2 separate regions of the Ovis aries genome follow, and region 2 is linked to region 1. Evidence: chromatin contacts called from public Hi-C data. All regions are on one chromosome and are shown on one strand. The core of a region is the stretch at or near the end of the contact, and the rest is flanking DNA. Distances in the headings are between cores, read along the strand shown.

Evidence for each region. Hi-C and Micro-C count contacts between places; a contact is called where the count stands out from the background.
Region 2: a Hi-C map of liver shows a contact between it and region 1, with 4 times the contacts expected there. The contact joins two enhancer-like sites. A contact is called at or near these places in 3 of 16 Hi-C or Micro-C datasets (liver, retroperitoneal adipose tissue and skin fibroblasts).

What each region holds. Positions count from the first base shown.
Region 1 is chr17:17,957,325-17,961,291 of ARS-UI_Ramb_v3.0, reverse strand. The region is part of intron 2 of MAML3 (mastermind like transcriptional coactivator 3); the gene reads right to left. Among named protein-coding and RNA genes, the nearest start is that of MGST2, 170 kb to the left of the region's middle. Within about 2 kb of position 2,006, at least 15 of the 54 cell types and tissues checked have an H3K27ac peak or open chromatin away from gene starts, as enhancers often do. A contact at or near this core is called in liver, where this site is marked.
Region 2 is chr17:18,065,381-18,069,347 of ARS-UI_Ramb_v3.0, reverse strand. All of the region lies in intron 2 of MAML3 (mastermind like transcriptional coactivator 3), which reads right to left. Among named protein-coding and RNA genes, the nearest start is that of MGST2, 59 kb to the left of the region's middle. Within about 2 kb of position 1,902, at least 45 of the 54 cell types and tissues checked have an H3K27ac peak or open chromatin away from gene starts, as enhancers often do. A contact at or near this core is called in liver, where this site is marked.

The sequences.
Region 1 (3,967 bases), core at 757-3,256:
AGGAAAGTGGTATTACGTTATGCTTAGGATAAGACAAAGTTTTGCACATTCCAGGCTTTTTCACTCTGGAACAGAAAACCCTTTATTATTATTATCCACTAACTGCCACTTTTAAAGCATCTCTGTAGAATCAAGAATCAAGCATCTCTTCCTCAGCAGTAATGGTGAGGTTAGTGATGGTGCGGGGGCCTGTCTGGCACTTGGCACAGTGTCAGTGACGAAGCTCTCAACAGATTTCTGAGCTCTTCATTCCTGACCCGCGGCTGAGGTCACGTGAAAACACTCACCCGAAAACATCCAGGTGGGATAAGTGCAAGCCTGAGCCACTTTCTCAATACATTGGAAAAAAGTTCGCAGGGCGCGGATTTCTGGAAGCCAGGTGGCTTGCACATCTGCAAATCTGGCTTGAGACACCATTTGCCATCAGGAACGTGCTGGCATCTCTCCTCGTCAGAGCAACCTGCAATCCCCACACACACCCCTCCCCACTCCTCCTGGGGACCTAGGCATCTGACGCTCAGTCGGCATCCAAAGTTCATTGCTGTCCACTGTCACAGAAATCAGACCCTATAAGAACAAGAGGTCAAGGGCTTCAGCACTCCTGGGACACTTGCTTTACTGGGATGGAGACCAAGAATCAATTGCTTTTGACACATTACCCACATTTTTTCAAATATAAACCAGGATGAACTAGTTCATCTTCTGCTACCTGGTATCCCATCCTGGCCAACAGCCCTTATTCCTGTTTTAAAAAAGGAGGGTACTTCTGTTGACATGCCTTTTACACCTCCCTCAAGAGGAACAGCGTTTGGGAGCAGAGATGCAGTGCGTGTGTACACCCAGCGTGCGTTTCCTCATTCCCACCCTACATTGTTTGTTGAAATAAATATGGAAATAAGGCTGAGCAAGACAGCCAAGCCAGCCAAACTGAAATAAATTCATCACTCATGGGCTCTCAAGGGAAGGAAACTGTGCATTTTTTTCTAAATGATTATTTCTGAAGCACTGAAGGAATGGCTATATCGCTAATGAGGCCTGTACACCATGACTGCTGATTATAAATGACCCGCAAAGAGACAGGAGACGGTGGAGAGTAAGGGGAGGGGCAGGGGGGAGCTGCGGGTAGGGGCTGCTGCCCTTGGGGGCAGGGGGTGGACACAGTACCCAAAGTCAACTCCCCCTGCTTTTGTGACCCAACACCAAGTCCCCCAGCAGAGCTCAGGACTTACTCTGAGTCAATACAGGTGAACAGGAAGGTATCTAAAGCTCCCCCCACCCCGACCAAATATGGAAAGGCATCTTGTGTAAAAGTTCTTATGCCACCATGAACACCTCTCTGCTCCTGTGGATGCACGTCCTTGGCAGCATCCCAGGACTTGAGATGCAAATGGCAATGACATGCAAACCATGCTGAGCCATTAAATGGCGCCAAGAGCCCTGGGATCCTGCCTTAGTGACTGTGTACTAGGCATATGGGAAAGGAAGGTGCAGATATAAATACAGTTCACGGGATGGGATCACTCCCCAGGGCAGCTGGTGCGTTCTGAACGGACTGACGGTGGACTTGCAGACTGGATATCAAGATGCTTAAACAGAGAAAGCCATGACACATCCTGATACCACCCCTCAGAACCTCAGGACTCAGGGGCATTATGACATCGTATGACGCACTTTAGGAAAACGCCCAGATGTCTCCTGGCGAGACCTAAGAATCATTCAGACAGAAGAATCCACTGTGCAGTGTTAGCAGCAGCAGCTAGAAGAAAAGGCCTGGCAAGGAATATTCTTGACAAATGTGGTGAGCCAGCCTCTGAGGGCCAGGGCAGAATGGTACGGCAGTTGCTTTTTTAAATGGGTGTATTATTTAACCCCAGGAAATGCATTAATTATCCTTACATCCTTCCGGAAAGGTGGAGGTAGAAAGGCACTTCTGCTGCCTGTCAAACAAAGAAGCTGTGACAGGGCATTAGATCTGTTTGCTCCGTGCAGTAACGCCAGAGGTCCCTGAACTCACAGAGGGCAGTTGCTCTGGTCTGCCTGCCCTTTGCAGGCAGCACGGTCTCACACAACACTCTGACGGCACTGCGAAGCGGCGTCTCGTGGGTCATGCTGCAACCTCCTGCGCGTGACCTGGATGAGAGTTATGTGGGGCGAGAGCGAAGGCCTGCTCTTCAGCTCGTGATGCAACGGGCACTCTAGCTATTCTAGGTCATCAGCAACTTGTCTGCTCACAGGGATTGCAAAATAAACCAAGGATTCTAGAACACACCCCCCCATTTCCTGTATGTTCAAAGGAATAACAAGACTAGGCGCAAAAAAATTGGTGGCTTCAGGGATTACAAAGGCAGTCTGGTCCCCAAATTTGTCCAGGGGATGTTCATAAAACTGAGAGGAAAAAGGAGGGGACAGAGGATGAAGGATAAAGTTCCGCTCCATTTACCACTGCTTTTCAGCCTTGTTTGTTGTGGCAAGAAAGACACGTGCATCTTACTCCCTCTCTGCAGTTCTCCTGGGCAACAAAAAGCCGCGCGCGTGGTTAGCAAAGAGAAAAGCAACAGCGTCCCTTTCCTTCATCACTGGGGGGTGGATGTCAGTCCCAGACCTTTCTTTCTCTCTCCTCTTCTCCGTGGCTGCTCGGGGAATAAACAGGGGTTCTCAAACAGTCAGAACAAAGAATGAAAAGTCACCCATTCCAAGACATAGTCTCCCAGCTTTGCTGCTCCCTACAGAGGAGCAAAGAGAGTCCTTACTGCAGGCTGCCTCTCTGTGGGCGCTGACGCTCGCTAATGAATCTGACCCCCGGCTGCAGCTCTAAAAGGGTGCGGCAGTGTGTCAATGTAAACAGCTAAACCTAGTGTCATGTCAAGTGGTAACAAGGCCACCGTGGGTTTTTTACAAGTGCTGTGCACTTAGCAGATAAAAATGAGCATGCTATCGCCGGCCTCCACAAGTCACACTTATCAACGGTGAGAAGAAACAATGCTTTGTTTGATAGCGGTTGCTTGGTGCCAGGAATAGGAAGTCAAATTTCTTACGGGGACCCATTAGCATGATGAAAGGGCGAGTAACAGCTGCATTCACAGACTCTTTTTGCATGTGTCCACGGTAAGCAGTCCGTGCGGGGCTCCTGATGTTCCCTTCAATAAGGAGAACTAATTACCCTCCACAATGCCACCTGGTCTTGAGACAACCAATGTCAGGAAAGGGCTCTGACAAACACATTTATTTGTCCAGGACTAAGTCCAGGGCCAGCAACCTCCATTCTTCCTGGTATCACAGTGGAGCCAGAGGCACACAAGATCAATAAAAGGTCCCGGGTTCACTGCAGGCTGGGGGCAGTACCTGCAGACAAGGAGTCCCCAGGGAGGCTGGGGGAATTCCAACCTCGGCAGCCAGGACGCAGGCACGCTCAGCAGGTGTAGCCCTGCCCGTGTGCTGGGTCTGGACTCGGGGCAAAGTTCTCCTTTAAGAAAGCCGAGAGGTTTGAAAGATGTCAAATAAGGAAGGGGAGCTGAAAAGAAGAGAGGGCTCATTTCCCGATGCTCAGGTAGTTGCTTTACAATAGAAGAACTGTAAACAGATAAACATATGTTGACATGGTCACCCCTCATTTCATATACAAGGAAACTAAAGGACAGATGAGGTCAGTGACTGTGTCATGCGTCCAAAAAAAGGAAGAGAACTGGCGTTTACTGAGCACCCACTATGTGTCAGTTATTTTCAGATATATTTTCTAGTTGAGTCACTTCCACCATCCTAGGCGGTGGGACTTTGAGACACACTCACACAGGGACCTGCAGACACACACCTACCCCTGAGGAAACTGAGGCTGAAGGAGATGAATCATCTTGCTCAAAATCACTCGCCTAGTCTTGAGAGTTCCTTGGACAGCAAGGAGATCAAAACCAGTCCATCCTAAAGGAAATCAACCCTGATATTCATTGGAAGGACTGATGCTGAAGTTGAA
Region 2 (3,967 bases), core at 653-3,152, 110 kb before region 1:
CTGGTGAGCTTGCCCAGAAGCGGTAAGTAGTGATGAGTTGCTTTCCCAGCCTTCTCTCCACCCAGAAAGAAAGGGAGAGGCAAATGAGGTGAGGATGTAGATTCATCTCAGCTCTTCCAGTCCCTGTCTTCCTGGACCAAAAATAAATATAGATATCACCCACTTTTCAAAAGTTCACTTTATGCCACTTAGCTTTTACAGAAGACCTACACTAGTACCTGGTTTTGCTAACCAGGAGACATCTGAAGAGGATTTTAGAGTTTATAGAAAAAGGTGAAAATCTAAAATATCATCAGTGTTCAGTTTTGCAGAGAGTGATTATAGAGACAGCAGGCACCCCCAGCTGTGAGAGTGGCGCCACCAAGCTCCTCCCCCAGGAACTACACTCAGCATCTCAGCATCAAGTCCCCACAGCTTTGAACTCTGTGAGCATCTGTGTTTTATCTCTATTTATTCTGCACACTCTTGGCAAGATGTGTCCCAAGGTGTTTGCTTACTCACTGCAGGCCATTTCGGCTTAGAAAAGATTTCATAGGAATGCTCTACTTTCAGATGGGGCTGGGGGTGGTGCTGTACTTCAAAAGCACAGTGAGAAAAACCCTTCCCAAAGGGAAAGTTTGGTTATTACCTCCCAGGATTCTGTATTTCCCCAAATGATTCCCTCTCAAAGATTTTCCTTTCAGGTTTCTCACTGAAGACCTGAAGACCGGTTTCCCTGCAGCGACCTGAATGGAACCCCGAGAGGCAGGAGGGCTATGTGCATTTTTAAAGGACTCCCTTCCATAAGAAACATCTGTGAGCCTAGGTTGATACACCTCTCCCAACCAGTTCTGCTGCATTCAACAGTGGGTGAGTGACACTAGGGCCCCAGCCTTAGGTGTGCATGCCAAGTGTGAAGCTGCGCCAAGTGACTCACCTTACAAATTGAGCTGGCTGAGGCCATTAGCTGTTTCACATGACATGGTGGCTTTTAACCTCCAGCCTAAGAGTTCTTAATGAGCAATAGTCTGTCGAATTTCAGGATTTCAAGCCACAGCTCTTGTTTCTAAGGAGGACACACACTGTGTGTGCAATTAGAGAAAACCAGGCTGAGCTTTCGTCACCAGAAATGTAATGCCTTGAAGCCAAGTGATGCAGTATTTTTAGTTTTAATTACTAGCTTGTTCTCCACTCCATCCCCTGCTCAACGACCTCCCTTGCCTTCCACCCAGAATCTTAATTCCATCTCTTCCTCTCAAGAAATCCAATTGATTACATAGATCTTCATTATTTCCCAAAGCTCTCACTCTTCAGTAAAATATAGGAGGGGGGGGGGGCATCAAAACCAATGAATCTATTTTACGTATCTTCTCCTCCAGGAAAAAAATCTTAGCAATTTTCTATGGGCTGGAGAGAGAGGTAGGAGGTATAAAAAACACCCTACCTCCCTCCATAAGAGGCCGTTTTCTACTTCAAAAAACAGCTGTGGTAAAAATATCTCTTAAGAGCAGCCAGCTGTTTATTTATAAATCTGTGCACAGGGAAGCTTTATGTCTCTTACAAGAAATGCATAGTGTTCGGGTGAGAAGGGCTGGGGTTGCTGGCGGTGAACCAGAGACTGCCGGCTCCTTGGAAGGGAGGCTGCGGGTGGTGATGGAGACTCGGGTGGGGGCGCCCAGTGGAGAACTGGCTCAGGGCTTCAGCCTTTTTTCAGGTGTTCAGGTGGGGCGGGGGGGAACAAGGAACAGCTGCTGTTCTGTCTCTGCCCCAGCAGATGGTGGTGTCAGCCCGGTCCTCGCTGCCAGCCCGCCCGCTCCGCCCGCGCGGCGTGTCCCCCCACCCCCAGCCTGCAGATGGCTTAATCATGACTCGCCTTTCTCCCCCACCGGTCCCCCCGCCCGGCGCGTCTGGGCTAACGCTGCGAGCGCGGAGCCAGGCAGTCAAGTGTTACTGCGTACAGCAGGTAGCCTGGCAACTGAGAGCATAATACCGAGCAGATGGTGTTCGCACGGCGTGATGGACATCACACACGACAGCCCAAGACAATCCAGGAATTCCCTGGTGACTCGAGGCCCTCTTTACACAAAACGAGTTCTCTCTCCATTGCCGTGTATCTCTGGGGTTATCTACCCCCTCTATCCGACTGACACTGAACTGGTTTCTTATTACCGACTTTGCTTCCAGCCCGAGGGGAGGGAGATTTCAAGTGGGGGTTGGGGGAGGCTATGCAAGGAAACGGAAGGGCCGGGAGTTGGGGGAGGTGATGGGGGAGGTGGCGACCCGAGAGGGGAGGGACAGTGGCGCACCCCAGACCTAGGGGCGGACCATCTGAGAGGGACAGGGTTCCCCCATAACCCAGCCTCAAGAAGCCGGTGCGGGGAGGGCGGCGCTGGGGGCGTGCGAGCCTGGGCTTAGTGGCTTCGCCATCGAAGGGCTTACGAAGAGCCTAAATGAAATTTAGGATTTTACTTAAGAAGCCTCCTGGGGCGTAATTTAGCCTCTCGACTCGAGCCTCTGTGCTTACAAGCCCTTAGGGGACTGAGAAGTCAGGAGTGGAACCCGTGCGCCCTGAAGGGCCGAAGATGCCTCTCCGCGCAGGCGTTCTTAACAAAGAAACCGACCGGGAGGTCCGGGCGCGGGCAGGGGCAGTGCGGGGGGCCGAGGGGACCGGGAGAGCCGCCCAGGGGCCCCCAGGTCCTCGGCCTGAGAGCCGCTACGCAGCGGGTGAGATCGCTGCGCGCTCCCGGGCGCATTTCGCCACCCTCTTCCTCGCCGAGCGTCATTGGGAAGGAAGCGGGTTCTGGAGGAAATGGGGGGAGACAGGAGGATTGTTCACGGTAGGGAAAAGTAAAATTAATATAGAAACAAAAAGCATGTCTCAGAAAACAAATCTGTGCTTTTCACACACACACTTAAGCGGGTCAAGTAATTAAAAAAAAAAAAAAAGCCCAAATGGAATTTTGTCTAGATTTTATACGTCACGCCGCTTCTGTGTCCAACCTATCACCACTCTCAGGGGGGGGGGGTGCTTTCTCCTGTAAAGGTACTGGTCAAGTTTTAAGTTTCAGGAAGAGAGAGTCTTTTCAAAGGTGGAAGCTGACTTTTCACGCAGAATACCACACTTGCTGGGAAGGAGTTCAGCAGTTTCGTGTCAGAATCCGACACCCACTGCGGAGCTGGGTGGACTCCCCGGGGCTCAGGGTGGTGAGCTGGCATTCTCAGGCTCAGGAGGCCACCTGACTGCTTGGTCTCTACCCGCACCTCCTCAAATGGAAATCATATCCAGTAGGAATCCTCCCTCGACAAAGGAAACTCTGGGGATGAATGAGCTATAGAGAGAAAATGGCTAAGAAGGTGCTAAAACCTCTTACACTTTCAGTGTAGGGTGGGCTGTTGGGGAACCATGATGGGCTAAACCAGGGGTTCTCAAAGTGTGGGTCTAGGACCAGCATCATTAGCATAACCTGGGAGCTCGTTAGAAATGCAAATTTTCAGACTCTACTCCAGGTCTCCAGAACAAGAGTCTCTGGGTGCAATTTAACATGCCCCAGGATAACCACAGAGCTTCCCTGGTGGCCCAGATGTTGTTAAATAATCCACCTGCAATGCAGGATACCTGAGTTTGATCCCTGGGTCAGGAAGATCCCCCAGAGAAGGGAATGAATACCCACTCCTACATTCTTGCCTGGAGAATCCCATGGACAGAGGAGCCTGGCCAGCTACAATCCACGGGGTTGCAGAGTCAGACACAACTGAGCGACTGAAAACACACTCCCGTCACCACGATGCCCCATATTTTGAGACTCACTGGGGCAAATAATCCTGGTGTATGAGCACTGACTGCAACCTAGGGTATCAGCACTGTCTGTGCCCTGATTAGATGACAAACCCTGTACTTTCCAAAGCAAGTCAGAGTGCTGAGCTACTTAGGTTTCTATTGCAAATTCTTCTGCAGTTGGAACAGAGTTCTCTAATTTTCAGAGGGCTG